2 separate regions of the Mus musculus genome follow, and region 1 is linked to region 2. A link is a contact called in public Hi-C data. All regions are on one chromosome and are shown on one strand. Each heading gives the region's core, a stretch centred on a gene start, on an enhancer-like site or on the middle of the called end of the contact. The rest is flanking DNA. Distances are from core to core; before and after follow the strand shown. Region 1 holds the start of 4930401C15Rik (RIKEN cDNA 4930401C15 gene). Region 2 overlaps 4930401C15Rik (RIKEN cDNA 4930401C15 gene).

The links. A called contact is a pair of places that touch in the nucleus more often than the background predicts.
Region 1: a Hi-C map of the N1E-115 cell line shows a contact between it and region 2, with 4 times the contacts expected there. The contact joins the promoter of 4930401C15Rik here to the enhancer-like site in region 2. A contact is called at or near these places in 1 of 484 Hi-C or Micro-C datasets (the N1E-115 cell line), 2 of 115 datasets of contacts at active chromatin or transcription factors (both in embryonic stem cells) and 1 of 9 other capture datasets (embryonic stem cells).

What each region holds. Positions count from the first base shown.
Region 1 is chr10:25,834,907-25,838,899 of GRCm38.p6, reverse strand. It overlaps 4930401C15Rik (RIKEN cDNA 4930401C15 gene), which reads left to right and starts at 1,463. Exons shown (of 5, transcript NR_045349.1): 1 at 1,463-1,493. It also overlaps the pseudogene Gm19801 and the pseudogene Gm6906.
Region 2 is chr10:25,786,666-25,790,840 of GRCm38.p6, reverse strand. 4930401C15Rik (RIKEN cDNA 4930401C15 gene) reads left to right here. Exons shown (of 5, transcript NR_045349.1): 3 at 1,989-2,140. Among named protein-coding and RNA genes, the nearest start is that of 4930401C15Rik, 49 kb to the left of the region's middle. Within about 2 kb of position 2,665, at least 35 of the 459 cell types and tissues checked have an H3K27ac peak or open chromatin away from gene starts, as enhancers often do. A contact at or near this core is called in the N1E-115 cell line, where this site is marked.

The DNA of each region.
Region 1 (3,993 bases), core at 214-2,713, 49 kb before region 2:
TAATGAAATGTTTTTGCTATGCTTCCTCTGTTTCAAGCTTTTATATCTTACTGTAAATTAATATGAGTTATGCTTATTTCCATCTAGTTCAAATGAATGAGACTCAAACTATCACTTATTAGGCTCTACACAATTACTAGGGGATTACTCTAAGACTAGACTGGCTATTTCCTCAACTATGCTCACCAAATAGTCGCAGTTTGAATCTAACTGGGTTATTTCTGTTCCAGCAGTCTGGTGTCCTGGGGAGGCATTTCACTAGGGGTACATGCTGCTGGTCCATCATGGCTAATGGAGGCCCCCTGTTCTGTCTTTACTTCCTCTGTGCTCCTTTGCTTTCTCTCTCTCCTTTTTCTCCTTTCTCCTCCTTTTTATCTCTACTTGAGTGAGACCCCCCCAGCCTGGTAACTCCAACTTCACCTCTTTCTATTCCTCCCAAGTGATTGGCTGTTGCCAGTTTTATTTAACCAATATTGCTTTAATTGGGGAGTAAGGTTTTGTACAACAAAGGCTGATATACATGAGCCTTTTGTGGCAACCAGATCTCGGGGTACAGAATTTAGCATATGGATACAAGCAGCACCAAACCAACCCCCAACATCTTACATTGAAATACTTGATCCATTTTGGATAGATATTTCTGCAGGATGAGAAATACAAGTCTACTTTCACTCTTCTACATACAGAAATCCAGTTTCCTCAGCTCAATTTATTTATTTATTTTGTTCTTAATATTGTTTATTAGCACAGTAACAAATACAGACATAAGAAATCTAAATTAACCAATCAACTGAACAGTTCCTGTTCCACACTTACAGTAGACTCATCTTTGCAACAGCTTAAGGTATTTCACTACAGGTTTCCACAAATCCTGATTCAACCCTCAGAGTAATTTGCATATAAAATAAAATACATTAACTACATGGTGTCTTGTAGCCAGGTATCCATTTTACATATATGAGGTAACAAACTCATCTTTGCAAACTTTTAAAATACCATTGTTTCCTTCTAAGAAGGAAAAAACAAATTCCAATTTTTTTGAACCAAAAAATTGGACTTTACATAAATGACCATGTGTGTAACCTATACAAATTTAAGCTGATTTTGAAAGTATATTAGACTACAATCAATGGAGCACAAGTGTCTACACAGGCATTCTTTCCTGGTGTACTAAAAGTCAGCTCTAAAAGTTCAAAGTTTCAGCTCTAAAAGTCACTATTACCAGTTTGTCTACTGTAGCCTATATAGGCCTAGGAGAGGCGTTCTCTCTCATCTGATTAGTTAACTTGTCTCTCATCTGATTGGTTAACTTGTCTCTCATCTGATTGGTTAACTTTGGTCAATTCTCAAAACCTCATCTTGGCAAAAGAACCTTTACTGCCTATGTATGTGTGGTGACCAGCAGTAGCCAACTGCCACTCTGCAACTGCCACTCTGTAACTGCCACTCTGTAACTGCCACTCTGCAACGGCTTCCCACACTCCCTTGATACTGTAAGTTACAACAATCCTGAAAAGTAAGACTGAATAATATCTGTTATAGAAATACCCTACTCTTTACCAACTCCCACTCCCATACTTTCAAAACTCATAAACAGCTCTCTTCTGTGACAGACAAATTATGTAAGAACTGAAAAAACCCAGTTTATGTAGCATATCTCTTGGTCTGCCGTCTAGCCATTCTGTCGTGTTCTGCTCTGTTGGTCATATACTGAGTGTCAATACTTCCCACCAAAGGGTCAGCAGGATTGCAGTCTGTAAGGAGTGAGCAGATAGAAAGGAGGACTTTCAAGATGGTTAGTGCTGGGCTCCAGTTGTCTCTCAATATGTCCAAGCAAATAACTCCTTGGCTATTAATATTACAGTGATAAATTCTTGTACGAGATGTAACCTTTGGAGGCTTGAAAGGATACTCTGGTGTAAAAGTAATGTCAAGGAAGAATCCTCCACCTTCATACACAAACCCTGGAGGACCCAGAGTGCTTGATCTCCACTCATAGATGTTATCACCTTGAGGCCAGTGCTGCAGTTTGGCGGAGAGTCTAAAGTGATGCCTGCCAGCTCCTTCTGGATCCTCTTGGTGCTGGGAGAGAGGAGCTTCGAATTTCTGCTCATGCTGACTTTACTCTCCTTCTTCTTGGGGGTGTTGCCTTCTTTCTTGGGCTGCTGGTTGGAGGTCAAAGATGACAAGGAGCTGGTGCTGGCCCCTCTCTTTGTGTCTGGCTTTGGCTGCGGCTGGGCCTGGCCATTCGTGTCTTACTCTCCCTGGGAGAGTAGCCCAAGTGTCGAAACAGCAACTATTCTCAGCTCAATTTATTAAAGAGGCTGTCATTTCATTAATGGATATTTTTACATGTACTGGTGTCAAAAATCAGGTGGCCATAGCTATATAGGTTAATTTCTGGGTTCTTTTCTATCCTTTGGTCTACACATTTATTTTTGTGCGACTACCTGGCTGTTTTGTTATTATAACTCTGTAATGTAACTTGATGTTATTTATTGCCAAACCTTTGGTATTGCATTTTCTGCTAAAAATTGATTTGACTATTCAAGGTATTTCAGATTTTCATATGAATTCAAGGCTTAACTCTCATAATTCTGTGAAAGTAGAAGTTTTCTTAGTGGATGTAGTGAATCTGTAGGTCATATTTGGCAATATAGTCATTTTTCTTCATAAATTAGATAGTTCTACCTGTGTTTTTTAAAGCATGGGTTTGTAAGCCTTCAGTTGTGTTCAGGTGGTGTCAGAAGTTGGCATGATTTCATTGATTAGCTTCACCATTTGCCTTATGTGTTCACCCTCTTCTTTTAGGATAGACTGAATGCACTTTTGCTGGTAGGCACTGAGAGTAATGGTGGGTTTCTGGGGACTCAGCACTTTTTCCATCTTTCACTGCTGATAACTGACCCAACCCGCTGGTCAGTCAACAGGATCTGAAAGGGAGAGAGGGGAGATGGAGGGGCAAGAGACTCGAAGAATGGAGACAAGACAGTCTGTCTGATCAAGTCTTGTTTATTAAAAGGCAATTATCAGTATATAAGCACAAGCTGGGGAGTGCAGCTGGAGACACTTAACAACAAGTACCTTGCAGTACTAAACCGTAAGTCCAGGATGTGTCTGAGAAAAACGGCATGTTATCAGAGTGTGTTCAGTTGTGGTGGGCTGCTTGCAAAAACATCATGCTAGGAAAACAAGTCTCTCGTCAGGATGGAAAAGTACCAACCTGTAATAAATAACCTGAGATGTAATAAATAACCTGAGATGTAATAAATAACCTGAGATGTAATAAATAACCTGAGATGGCTGCAGAGATGAGAGCTGCTTTCTGCTAGGAGCCGGCTCCCAGCAGATAATCTTTTTTCATAGTAACCTGTTCGATGGCATTGCCTAGATATTGAGGTTGATCAGCTGTCAGCTCTAACTCTTTCTTCATGTCTCTCTCACTGTCAGAGCTGAGTATGAAAACAGTGAAGCACTTTTTCCGTCCTGTTCATATCTTCTTGCTGATCATATCATCTTGTGATATCTTCTTGTTTTTCTTTGGCTTCCTCATATTTGTCAGCTATGTGCTCTGCCATTTCCCGGAGACTTTTCTTCTCCTCTCTACAGTAATTGAGATCTAGCTGTTTCCTCTTTTGGTCACATAATAATTTGACCGTCTGCTGAATCTCCTCCTTAGCCAGGTCCTGCTTGAGAATGTACTGTTCTCAGAACACCTGGTGGCTCTGCTGATAAGCTGAAGATTACTCCTCAGGAGGGGGAACCAGATCCTTTTCAGATGATTTGAGAAATGCTGGGTTGGCAGCACTATGTTGTAAGATTCTTTTAATATGCTTCTCAAAGGGGTCTGGAGTTTCAGCCACAATGCACAGTGGAGACTCTGCCACTTCAGCATCTTCTCAGTTACAGAGCAGGGCAGGGGATGCTGGGTGGACTGTACTTAATAAAGGCCTTATGAGACATTCATAGGTACGGTGATGCAGATCATTGTGG
Region 2 (4,175 bases), core at 1,416-3,915:
CAGCAGAACCAGGACACTAGGGGGTCTGATCCAGCCACCAGTTTGTCAAGTGATTCTGATGAATTATTCATCTTGGAAGCACCATCTGCACTCTGTGAATGAATTCCTAGTCTGTGTCCATCCCCAGATCCCCGAGGAGCAGGGAGGGAGCAGGAAGCTGTCACAGCCAAAGTATGTTCTAAAAACAGAAAGTTTCATTCCTTTGATATAACTAGTTCCCATTTCCTCTGCTTTGTTTCATAGTTAATCAAAATTGTCCTAGTCATCCAAAGTATTTGGTGTCTGCTGTTGCATAACAAATTCTGAAAACTTAGAAGTTTTTTTTTCTGAGTGTTAGGAGTCTGGGAAACTTGGCTGAGTAGTTCAGGCTCTGGCTCTCATCAAAATGTCAATGGAGGCACATCATCGCTTCTGGCATATTCAATTGGCCAAAGAGAATAACCCTTGTTCGGTTAGGGAAGGACCCATATGAGTGTGGGTGAAGCCAAGGAGTGGGGAATCAATGGGGACCATTTGGGGCTTGTTGTTGTGCTGAAATAGGAAACCTTATGATCTTTTCAACTGTTTTCCCCTCTGCCATATACAACCCATTGTAAGACTTCCCTACTGCGAGAATGCAGTGTTTCCCAAGCTTGTCTTCTTATAGTCCAAGTGAGGCAGCCCTGACCACCCTCTGTCCCACTCTTTTCTTCATGCCTGAGCTTCTTCAGATACTCCTTCCCACAGCTGAGTAACAAAGCTACAAATCAGACCCACTCAAAACACTCTCAACAGGTCTCTCTGTTAAGAGCAAAATGGAAATCCTTCCCATGGCATCAAAGTCCCCTGTCCCCCGAGTACCATTCATTATCCCGGATCACTTCTCACCCTAACTCTGCATCCTCCAACACAGCTACTGAGGGCACACCTCCCCAGGAATCTTCAGGCTCTGTTCCTCTTAGGACTCCTTTCAGATCTCCTATTCTTCTTTCTGTTCCAATGCCCAAACCAAATGCTGTTTCTTTCTAAGCACTTCAGTCAGAATATTTTGTTCCTTTTCCGATATTGAAGTAGTTGCAATTGTAGTTAGCTGTTTCTGGTATAATTTTTCACAATCAGAGTCTTGTCTCACCAGGTGATGTGTTTTAATCCTTATAATGTAAAACAATGTAATACCAGAGTTCATCGAAGCATATAATTCCAGCAAGCCTTTTCACATCAAGGAAATGATTCACCCTATTTTCAACAGTATAAAAGAAAGAACTAGGAAGAACTGCAACAGTCTCTTTTAGACACTCCTCCTACCAAGCCTCCAGTTGGAAACACTGCCTCTTGTACCATTGTTCTTCATAATGTTTTCCGTTTGAAAGGCTTTCCTCAGGACAGGTGATGACCTTTTGATGCAATACAGAGTACAAGGTGTGCAGGTGTGCATAGATGTGCAAGTCCTAGCTAGGGAAAAATGTCAACTTGGCTGAGTGGAAGCCTCACAGGTTATCATGAGAAGAGTACCCTGGGAGGTCTATCTGGGGGTTAGCCTCAGGTGAACAACTGTAGGCTATTTGGATGCATTGATGGGGGACATGATCAAAGCAAGTGTGGCAGACCAAATGAAAGAGAGTTTCTAGAGGACAGGGAAGACACGGCATATAGTTTAATTGTGATATAAGAACAAAGGGCTCACGTGACGCTCAGGTGAAGACTTTGTACCTGTGGATCTGAACAGATGTTCAGTAGTCAGCAAGAGAGACATCTGCGAGCTTTATCTTTTCACAACTTGGTGCTAGCATTAGTGCTGTGTTAGAAGCAGGACCACGGGGCCTCTCAGGAAATTACATTGACCTTTTAGGATAAATGAATAGGCTCAAAATTAGATTCTTACACCAACTGACTAAAGGAAAAAGCTATTAAACTGTCAGGCCAGAGCTCAGAGTGGTATTTTATGAATTAGCATGATTCATCTTTCCAGTGAAAGGATCTGACCGAGAGTCATTTCCGCTGCTTCTCAGGATCTTCTCAGGATCAGATACTGGGCGGAGAAGTAGAGCCAGAGTGATTCACGGTGGAGATCAGACTGGACATCTAAACACTAAGTGCATACTCCTGTCATCCGATTCACCCAGACAGCATGCAGTTTTCCTAAATCCACTTGGTCTTTCTGGTAAATATTTAAAATGTCACTTTATAGGTGAGTTTAGTGATTTAGATATACAGAATATAGTCACATATGAAAGAGAATGTAACCCTTTGCAGCTGGCATCCCTTGTGGTGGCCTGACACAGGAACATGGTTTGTGGAATTAAAGAAGTGTCATTCTTAGGTGGGAATATTACATTCAAGTACTGACTGAGAAACAGTCAGTGAAATATAATATAATCATAGAGAGCTTTTGTAAACATTAGTACTTGGACACTCTTAAAAGGGGCAAGGATTTTCCTAGGCCACAGACGTATACATTCATTCGTTTATACTATTGCCTGTTTTCTGTTTCCAAAGACAACCAGGAGTGTTGGAATGAGTATCCTAGAGAGTGGCTGATAAGATAACTGAGCTGCTCTAAAAGAGGACACCTCACACAGACCGGTGTGGTTCAGCTTACCCAGTTTCTCCACCAGAGTTCATTCCTAAGAAAACCTTCAAACCCCCAGCCTCCATGCCATGTCCCCTGGCCACAAGCCCAGCTGCCTGCCTTGTTGCACATTCACCCTCTGAGTCACTGACCTCTGGCCATACACAGGGCAGACATCAAGGTACCTGCAACAGCCCAAAGTTTCCCTTTCCAGTTCGAGGAACAGAGTATGAGCTGCTGGTCTTATAGCTGAGTCTCTCAGGTAGACTCTCAGAGTCCTGGCCCCGAGAGTGGAGGGGCAGAAGCCCCCATCAGTCTGTACAGTACACAAAGGCCTTTATTGAAAGCAGTTCCAGCTAAACACCCTCCTCTCCTTATAGGCTCTAGTCTTGGAAGCACAAACCGTAAACACCTGGCCACAAATCGTCTCAGCATCTGGTTCGAGAGAACCCAACTTAAGATAGAAGCCTTTCTTACATTGGGTCCATTTCCTATTTCTAGTCCATGCTCTGCTATGATCCACCACATTCTTCAGTCATCCGCATCTCCTTCATCCCCCAGTGTGTCTCACCTACCCCTTTTCCAACATGGAAGTCACTTTCCAAGGAATATCTCTTCTTTTTTTTTTTTAAATATTTTTTTTATTACGTATTTTCCTCAATTACATTTCCAACGCTATCCCAAAAGTCCCCCACACCCTCCCCCGCCCCCCACTTCCCTACCCACCCATTCCCATTTTTTGACCCTGGCGTTCCCCTGTACTGGGGCATATAAAGTTTGCCTGTCCAATGGGCCTCTCTTTCCAGTGATGGCCAACTAGGCCATCTTTTGATACATATGCAGCTAGAGTCAAGAGCTCCGGGGTACTGGTTAGTTCATAATGTTGCACCTACAGGGTTGCAGATCTCTTTAGCTCCTTGGATACTTTCTCTAGCTCCTCCATTGGGGGCCCTGTGATCCATCCAATCGTTGACTGTGAGCATCCACTTCTGTATTTGCTAGGCCCCGGCCTAGTTTCACAAGAGACAGCTATATCACGGTCCTTGCAACAAACACTTGCTAGTGTATGCAATGGTGTCATCGTTTGGAGGCTAATTATGGGAGGAGTTGGTTCTTTGAGAAAATCAACAAGATAGATAAACCCTTAGCCAGACTCACTAGAGGGCACAGGAGCAACATTCTAATTAACAAAATCAGAAATGAAAAGGGAGACATAACAACAGATCCTGAAGAAATCCAAAACACCATCAGATCCTTCTACAAAAGGCTATACTCAACAAAACTAGAAAACCTGGACGAAATGAACAAATTTCTAGACAGATACCAGGTACCAAAGTTAAATCAGGATCAAGTTAATGATCTAAACAGTCCCATATCCCCTAAAGAAATAGAAGCAGTCATTAATAGACTCCCAGCCAAAAAAAGCCCAGGACCAGATGGGTTTAATGCAGAGCTCTACCAGACCTGCAAAGAAGATCTAATTCCAGTTCTGCACAAACTATTCCACAAAATAGAAGTAGAGGGAACTCTACCCAACTCATTCTATGAAGCCACAATTACTCTGATACCTAAACCACAGAAAGATCCAACAAAGATAGAGAACTTCAGATCAATTTCCCTTATGAAT